2 separate regions of the Siniperca chuatsi genome follow, and region 1 is linked to region 2. The links are chromatin contacts, called in public Hi-C maps. All regions are on one chromosome and are shown on one strand. Each heading gives the region's core, a stretch centred on a gene start, on an enhancer-like site or on the middle of the called end of the contact. The rest is flanking DNA. Distances are from core to core; before and after follow the strand shown.

Evidence for each region. A called contact is a pair of places that touch in the nucleus more often than the background predicts.
Region 1: a Hi-C map of liver shows a contact between it and region 2, with 4 times the contacts expected there. The contact joins the promoter of rbm8a here to the promoter of smg5 in region 2. A contact is called at or near these places in 2 of 3 Hi-C or Micro-C datasets (liver and skeletal muscle).

What each region holds. Positions count from the first base shown.
Region 1 is chrLG9:6,504,883-6,509,530 of ASM2008510v1, forward strand. It overlaps rbm8a (RNA-binding protein 8A), which reads left to right and starts at 1,979. Exons shown (of 6, transcript XM_044206959.1): 1 at 1,979-2,131; 2 at 2,724-2,783; 3 at 2,898-2,975; 4 at 3,870-4,006. The coding sequence starts at 2,065.
Region 2 is chrLG9:6,370,670-6,374,994 of ASM2008510v1, forward strand. It overlaps smg5 (protein SMG5), which reads left to right and starts at 2,485. Exons shown (of 22, transcript XM_044207785.1): 1 at 2,485-2,939; 2 at 3,380-3,478. The coding sequence starts at 2,875.

The DNA.
Region 1 (4,648 bases), core at 729-3,228, 130 kb after region 2:
CATGCATCACACTGACTTCAGCCTGTAACAGTACAGTTTTGTACTAAAGAATACTGATAGGCAAATTGAAATACTTGAAATATTGTATCAAACTGCAGACTTATGAGAAAGATTTTTTTTTAATGGCTATCTTTGGTGTCAGATTATCTTAAACTAATGTGGTTATCTGCACCACCATGTGACATATCTTACATACCTCTACTGATCCTACTTTAAGTACAACACTGTAATAATTGCTCAAGAATGCTCCTATCTCAGCATAAACCAAACCATTGTCTCTCTCTGACCACTGTTACACTTTTCTTTTATTCATCAATCTATCCATGTTTCTGCTTATATTGTGGTTTTGGAATGCAACCAGGCAACAGGGCAAGCAGCACAGCAGCCCACTGGTCCGGTTCCCCTATAAGCTCCAAGGATTCCTCTGGTCAGCTTTGAGATGCGGCCCTCTGACATTGGCCACTAGCCGCCAGCGTTGTAAGACATTGTAAGAGCAGTCTTATGAAATTGCTAAGTGGAAAGTGAGCGCTGCTTTTTGCCCATTTAAATCTGTGACTTCAAGCAGCCGTTAACTGCCTTAATCTTGTGACCACAGATGAACTTGTCACTAACAAATCTGCTATTATTCCCGCGTTACTGCAGCCAGTACACTTGATCAGGAGTCACAATTAATTTTACCCTCACTCATTACCAAGACTGATCCCGTCCACTCAGGCCCGTTGTTCATTCATTACTTACAAACACCTGAGAGGTCTCTCTAATGCCACCAAACAAACTCTCCCAACCTCAGCTGATCCTCAGTATCCTCTGGAAAATGAGATGTGACACATCCTTTTCACATCCCATTTCCAGCCTGAACAAGTATTCTTTATGCCAATACTGCAAACAAAACCCTCTTAGGTTCCCCCAAACTAAGGAATTGAAAAAAGTATTGCTTTGGTACTGGTAACAAAACTCAGGTGGCACAGATATGGAAAATCTTCAAACAATACCCAGCCATGGTGTAGACAGGACTAACAGACTCCTTTCTCCCCTCAGTTTTGTGAAAGGCGAAAGGGTCTATATATTGTGTCCAGTGTCCAATGTAGTAATCTGCAGTAGTAAGGCTTTCGGGTAAGGTTTTCAGGAAGAATGAGAAGTGTGATCCCTCTAAAGCTGAAATCTACCCTTCCAGCTAATGGCTGCTGTTCCCTAAATCTGTATGATACTCAACCATGACGCTCCAACAACATCTACTGTACTATTTCTTGCACTTTGTTCCTGCAGAGATTACTAACTAATCAGTCTGTTCTGATTCCACATGCAGCATATTTGGAGGTGAAATTAAAACTCATGTCAGTCTTTCACAAGGCATTTCCAGCACATCCTCACTACATGTTTTCTGTTTACCAGGCTTTGTCTGTCAGTCTCCTTTGTCATTTGATCCAACTCTCCACCAGATGGTGATCAAATGACAGTCCTTCTCTCTACCTGAGCGTCCAGAACATGCAGCCTCAGGTCTCAATACATGGCCCAATAGCCTGCTTGGATGCATGAGAGCCCTCTGCTGGTCATGTGAATTACTTTTGGTACGGTACATGTGGAACCATGAGAATCTGTGGCTGGTCTAGAAGTAAAACATACAAAAGTATCAGCGACATCAAGACCCTAGTGGTCCATAGTTATCCAACTGGCATTCATGCAGAATGTCCCATTTCAGAATAATATATATTATATCACTGGGTTATAATTAGTGATGCATTAATGTACATCACTTTAATGTTTCTACTAGCCTACTTTATATACTGCTGGGTAGCTTGATCCATAATAATACATCCGATCCATCATAATTCATAAACTTGTGGAGGTATTCAGTTTGACTGCTGACTGTGTAGTTGGGGTATAGTAAGAAGAGAAACTAAAGCAAGATACATTTGATTTACTGTAGTTTACTATGCAGTAAATGTACTGTAGTTACTTAATTCTACGCAACCTGGCAACATCAGCCAACCTGTTGGCTCTATATGCGTAAGTACGTACGCACGTTGCGTCAGTGAGCCGCATACACACACACACACAGACATCATGGCGGACGTACTGGACCTTCATGAAGCGGGAGGCGAGGACTTTCCTATGGATGAGGATGGTGATGGTAATAATAATACCTATGCCCACTGGTAGATGCCCCATAACACCGGCGTTTAAATGATGTGTAAAAATTGAGGTTTACATCAAAATGGCCGTAGCCGAAAATGCTACAAACGCTTACTGCGTGGTAGCAGGCCTGAGAAATGCTAACAAGCTAATATTTAGCTAACAACGTACTAGTGGTTCATTCAAACGCTCTTTGTAAGCTAGCTGGGTCATGATTATTGCAAACTCTAAAGGTCCCTTTAACAAAATGTTTCTGTAAATATGTTCTGTAGCTTAACAGGTTAGTATACATTATCTTAAGATATAACTTGGAGCACACTTAGCCTGTTATTAGCCGCCGCTAGCTCTTTCCCTCCTATAGCTATCAACTAATAGTAAGATACACTGACAAAACTGCTCAGAACTTACAAGTCCTATATAACATATAACATATTTTTGTGTAACTATAGCGTTAACAATAGAACATCTATCCACAGTTTAAATACATAAAAGTAGTAGTTTGCTAGTTGCTTAACTTGCGAACAATGGGAGCACAGTAAAAGATGTAGCAGCATGCGTAGATTTTGACTTGTTCAACTTTCCTCCCCCAGAAAGCATCCACAAGTTGAAGGAGAAAGCCAAGAAGAGGAAAGGACGAGGCTTTGGCTCAGGTGAGTTTCCACTGGTGTGATATTTGTTCAAGTAATCTCCTGCTGAAACCCTTTAATACAGTTTGTTAGGCTTGTCAGCAGTGTTTTAATATTTTTCTGTGCTGCTGTCTCCAGAGGAAGGAGCCAGGTCCAGAATCAAAGAGGACTATGATACTGTGGAACAAGACGGGGATGAGCCAGGCCCTCAGAGATGTAAGTGTAGCAGTGCATATTAAGGATGTAATTTAATTTAAATGTCAGCTAATAATAATAATAATAGTAAAGTTAATAATAAAGTTTAAGCTGCATATTTGGTAAACGGACTGTACTTGTATAGCGCCTTTCTAGTCTTCCGACCACTCAAAGCGCTCCACACACATTCATACACTGATGGCAGAATTGCTCATCAGTACAAAGAAACTAGTGAAACTAATCATTCACACGCACTCACACACCGAAGGAGCAATTTGGGGTTCAGTGTCTTGCCCAAGGACTGTGGGAAGCCTGCGATTAAACAAGTTGCTACCTTCTCTGTTGTTTGAATTTAGTTACCTCACAACAATTCACAAAACTAATGATTGAAATCTGTCTCTTGTCACCAGTTATTGGCTTATTTCTCAACCACTCTTTAAAAATTGTCTGCACATGAACAATTAACTAGATTAAAAAAATATTCTGTCAATTGTACAACAAAAAATATTTTTTAACCTGTCTCCCACCTTATTTATATGAAAGTATATTGAAAGAAAGCTGCTTGAAACAGGTTGGAAAATATATTTAAAATCTTTTTTTTTTTTTTTGTGTGTGTGCAGTGGACGTATGTTTTTATCCAGATGGTTAGAATGGTTTTTGATTATTCTGGAAATAGCTTTTGCTAAAATGGCAGCTTAGTTCTGAGACTCAAATATAATGTTCACATAAAAGAGGCACAAACAGGGGCGCAGTAGGCTTTATTTTGGTTAGACCAATGCTTGTATGTATATCTTGCATGGATTGAGAGCTTTAGTAATCATAACTGTACTTGGCTTATTAGTTTACGTAGTTGAAAGTGCTGCTTGGTTTATTATTTGACCCTCGATGCCTTTTCTTGTCTTTGTCTTGTTGCAGCTGTGGAGGGCTGGATCCTGTTTGTGACAGGGGTTCATGAAGAGGCCACAGAGGAAGACATCCATGACAAGTTTTCTGAATTTGGAGAAATCAAGAATCTGCATCTCAACCTTGACCGCAGAACAGGCTACCTCAAGGTGAGACAAATGACCATGCATCAATAGCCTGTTTGTGGCTTTCAGTGTTTCCATTTCATGGAAGAGATGTTCACATTCAGTCTATGCACACCTGTTACTGTTTATTTTGTATTTTTCATTGACACAGCTTCTGGGCCAATTGCTTCCTCTAATAGGTTTCAAATGTAATTTGTACAATATAATCAGGCATTCAAAGTACACCTCATATTTCAAACAATCCAATGGATGGTCAACTTGGATGTTAACTTGTGTGTGCAGATCTGCTGATTTTAAAAATGCAGGTCAGAAGATCTTTGATTGGATATGATATTGCTCTAATCTAAAGTAATACGATTTCTTGTAGAACTGAACCAATATTTTAGCATTGCAAATACACACGTGTGCAGTAGTCCCACTGCAAAAGATGCAGTGTAATAAAGCCAATTAGGCCCACCACTACACATACCATTTCATGGTTCATGGTACCCCCTTCACGCCACACACACAGACCATATATACAAATATTTCAAATTTAGAATTATTACAATAAAGAAAAAAAAAACTAAATTAAAACCAAAATGTTGCAAAGTTTGAGGGAGCTACTGGCTGCTGCATCTGCACGTGCCACCGTCACCATGGTAACATGTTAACTTGATTTGAAAA
Region 2 (4,325 bases), core at 1,235-3,734:
AATAAACAAATAATTAAATTCTTAAACAGGTGTGGAAATGTGTGTTCTGTTTCTTAATGCATTGACTTGGACTTTCCATCCACTTCAGATTAAAGGGTAAATCTGATGATAGTCTATATTTTTCTGATTGTCAACAAATCCCAAGAACATCATTGTTGTCCAAAAACTATTAAAAACACATCAATGAGCCACACAGTTGCACTGGGTGACATGTTCCGTCATTACCATGAACACAAACACTGTACTTTATTTTGACTCAACCCCACATACACCGCCCTGCTGCTGTAAATAATCACTAGATCCCCAAATGTGTATTAATCCGCAGCTGAAAATAGTCACGAACAAATGCACTTTTTACTCCTGTTTGAGTAATGTTCGCTAAAAACTACAGTGCCCAGCTGTTTTAGGAAATCACTGGACTTTTCATGGGATTTGTTGACAACAACAAAAATAGAAAATATCGCCAGCCTTGTCATTTAAATGGTAGGAAACATGGCTTACTTTTTGTCTGGAGGTAGTGTTTGGTCACTTCCTTGAAGGCTAGGGCCATAACTAACTAATATTTCAATCATCGATTAATCTGTCAATTATTTTCCAAATTAAATGATTGACAATTTTAAATTGCTTGTTTTATCTGAAAAACAGCCCAAAACTCCAAATAATTTAATTTACAACCATATTAAACAGATAGAAGCAGAAAATCCTCACATTTGGGAAGCTGGTACCAGCAAATGTTTTGTATTTTTGGTTGATAAATGGATCAAATGACGATTAATTGAATATGCGATTATTCGACTAATTGACTGATTGTAAATATAAAGGCTCACAGCAGGCACACCCTCTTAACAAGGTTATGAATTGTAAAGAAACAAAATCCTCTATCACGTCAGAAATTACACACTTTGTATCTGAATACTAACTGAAAACAAAGGTTAGGTTATCGATCTGCTTTGCTTCTTCCAGTGTTTGCAACAGAAACATTCATTTTCTGGACTTGCAAGCTCTTTCACTCTTATTTTGTGTCTGGATCTGTGGTTAGATCACAGGTATGTCTTTGCAGCTTGTGGTTGCATCATAGTGCTTGCTCATCTGGGTCATCTACATTTTTTCTGCATCTCAGGACTGTGATTCTTCTCTTGGTGAGCAGAGCAGATCATTTCCTCACACTCTCCCCAGCTGAGTTGCTGAGAGCATGGATGGTAGGCAGGATCTGGGAACTGGGGACTCGACTGAATATAGCAAGCTTGTAATTATCCTCGCCCTCCTACACTTAATCGCCTGAGATCCTTAGTGGGTTGGCAACTTCTGAGTTTGTACAGAACAGAAAAAAATAGATGGTTCATACTGTGTAAATAGAACAAACAGAGCTTGCTCCAGACCAGAGCATCAAATGCATTCATATAATTATTCTGCCAGGTTAAGGTCTGAAGAACATTCATGCCACAAAGAAATGAACATTTCTCATGTCAAACTATGTACCTATATAATAATTTATCAAAAATGTGCAGTATTTCTATCAAAATGACATCACTTCTACATTCTTGGAAAACATAATTACATGCTTACACAATTCCAACCAACAAAACCATTACATAGTGAACCAGCAGCTTAATAAAACTGCCTTTTTCTAACTAACTGATACCACATTGACTTACATCTTTCAGTGATCCCCTCCATCATCATCTGGCATGCCAATATCCTGTTTCCACAGTCAGGAAATAAATAAAAATACATGAAATTTAGGAAGCAAGCATCTCTCAAAATGCCATTTCTCTGTGACTAACATTGCATTCAGGGACGTAAAATAATCTATGATCTTTATAGACCTCTATTGGCAGCCAGGAGGAATTACAACAAAAGAGTTTATAGTGGCTATGATCACATACTGTAATTCTGCCATCATTAGCAACAGTTTTTTCATCAGCCCCATGTCCTTTGTAAGGGAAAAAAGACGAGGAAGGTATGCAAATGGTGTAAGTATGAATGCAAAGTTGGGAACTGGAAAGAACTGACAGTTGTTTGTGACACAACCTTAAGGTCTCTATACTGGAAACTACGGGAGGTCACTAAAATATCCTAATAGGGATGTTAAAGGTGGAAGTTGTCCCACCATAACAGGTAAAACGAAAATCTGCAGAAGAGTGAAGGAGATGTAAACCTGAGAGGTCTAATCTGGAAAAATAAGTGAAAACACCTGTGTGGGTGGTCCATAGGTGTGTAGGGCTTTAATAGATTTGTGATTTTTTTTTGAAGTTATAATGTGATCTGTAAAATCTCCCTGATTTGATTCAGTAGCAGGTTGGGAGACGAGAGGTAGTCTAAATAATATGTTACACAGTTAGGGGTGGGAGATTATAATATTGAGAGGGAACATACATGTAAATACATTCTTTGCAGGGGCATGAATTGTTTTTATCAATGTTTTCGCTAATGGGGGATCTGTAGACTACCTGGCAACCCCTGATATAATCTGGTGAGTAGTCTGTAGTCTCGCGGTATTCAGGCGGTTACTGCCTGATAGGAATAATGGCCGCCTTCGTAGCAATGGCTGGAACAGGGAACAACACAAGAAGCATACCAGAGCATTTTAGCTGACCAGGAAGAGCGTAAATTACTGGGCACCCCCTCCTACCCGGTTTTCAGAACGGATGGGTAGAGGGGGTCTTGCCAAAGGATATAAGAAACGAAAGAGACTCGGAGGGAAAGGGAGGAAAGCTAACACTACCTTGATAGCTAGCGCTAGCTGGCTATCAACACGGTTGTCACTGCTGGGGAACAAACCCGAGTAGCCCTGACAACTGTGTGTCGGAAGGGCTGAAGGAAACGGGGACTAAACGCTGAAGCGTGCGATCAAACAACTGGCTTCTCGCTAATATGAGTGGACCGGGGCAGGACAGCGAGCCAGAGGCGAAAGTCCTTCTCATTAAGAGGCTTTACAGGTAAGTTGGCGAGGCCGTTTTGCGTAGCTAACCAAGGTGCTAATTGAACGTTGTTGTTCTAGCTAACTTAGCGCTAACCAATCAATGTTTGCTAACACAAGAAAGGGTCTACCTGTTCTTCCATTCAGTAAGCTGTCACGACAATGAGTAGCCCAACATCCCTGCATACTCGTCAGTGTAACATAAGCTAAATATGACCGGGCAGGCATCATGCTTTGTGTAGCTTATGTTAGCGTGTCACATCATGATTTAGCTGTATTTGTCATTACCGCCCTTGATACAGAGAAATGAAACAGGAACGATTTTGGTTGCTAGCAAGGTAGCCCGGTGTATTTGAGATGGCATTTGTTCCTGACATACATTATCGACTTGTAAATGTTTAGCTCACAGAGTTAACCTTGTAATTATGCTAATGCTTTTTGTTGCCCAACGCTGCCTAGGGCTGTGGTGGAGTCTGTGCACAAGCTGGATGTCATCATCGGCAGCAAAGCATCCTACAGAGAGGTCTTCAAGCCGGAGAACATCAGCCTTCGCAACAAGTATGTCCAGAGTTGTCTCAGCAGTGTGTGAGAAAGGAGGCAGGAGTGTAACTTAAACCTCATAGGCGTGCAATCTCCGTATCATCTGGCCAGTTGTTCTGAACATAATTATGAATTCCCCTGTGTGAATTCAAACCCATCAAACAGTCTCCGGTCTCACCTTCAATTAATTTAGCTGATAAAATAGCTGATAAAACTACATCTCTATTATTCTGTGTGTTCAATTGGGATTGACACTCCACGGCATCTCTGTGAGCTTATAGACTCTGTTCAGACCTGGTATTCTGTATCCAAATTCTGTCCAAATCCAGTTCACACTTTTAGCATTAGAAACATGTCTAATGTATTTAAACTGACCGCTTATGCTTCAATATAGTCATTGTGATCTCTGCATGATTAAACAAAACAAATAAACATACTAGATGTGTGCTCAGTCTTACAGCTTGCGAACAGGATTACAGTTATTTTCATACTGGATTCAGTGAACCATAAGCTCAAAAAGAGGAAGTTGGAGGTAAATGTGAGAAAGAGACTTGACCATGTGTCTACACAGATGTAAAGACAGAGGAGATTGTATCTCATCCTGTTCAGTGACTGCCTTGGGAGCTAGACAGGCCTTCACTGTGGTCAGGGTTGCATGTAGAGCTTTAGCGATTGCTGATCAGTTATATCGGTTAATTTTGGACTGTTGGTCGGACAAATAAGATCTTTTAAAAACGTCACCTTGGGCTCTAGGAAATTATAATGGGCTATTTTCTGACATTTTGTAGACCAAGCTATTAATCACTTAATCAAGAAAGTAAGATTAATCGTTTGTTGCATTTACACTACAATACAGGGGCATATG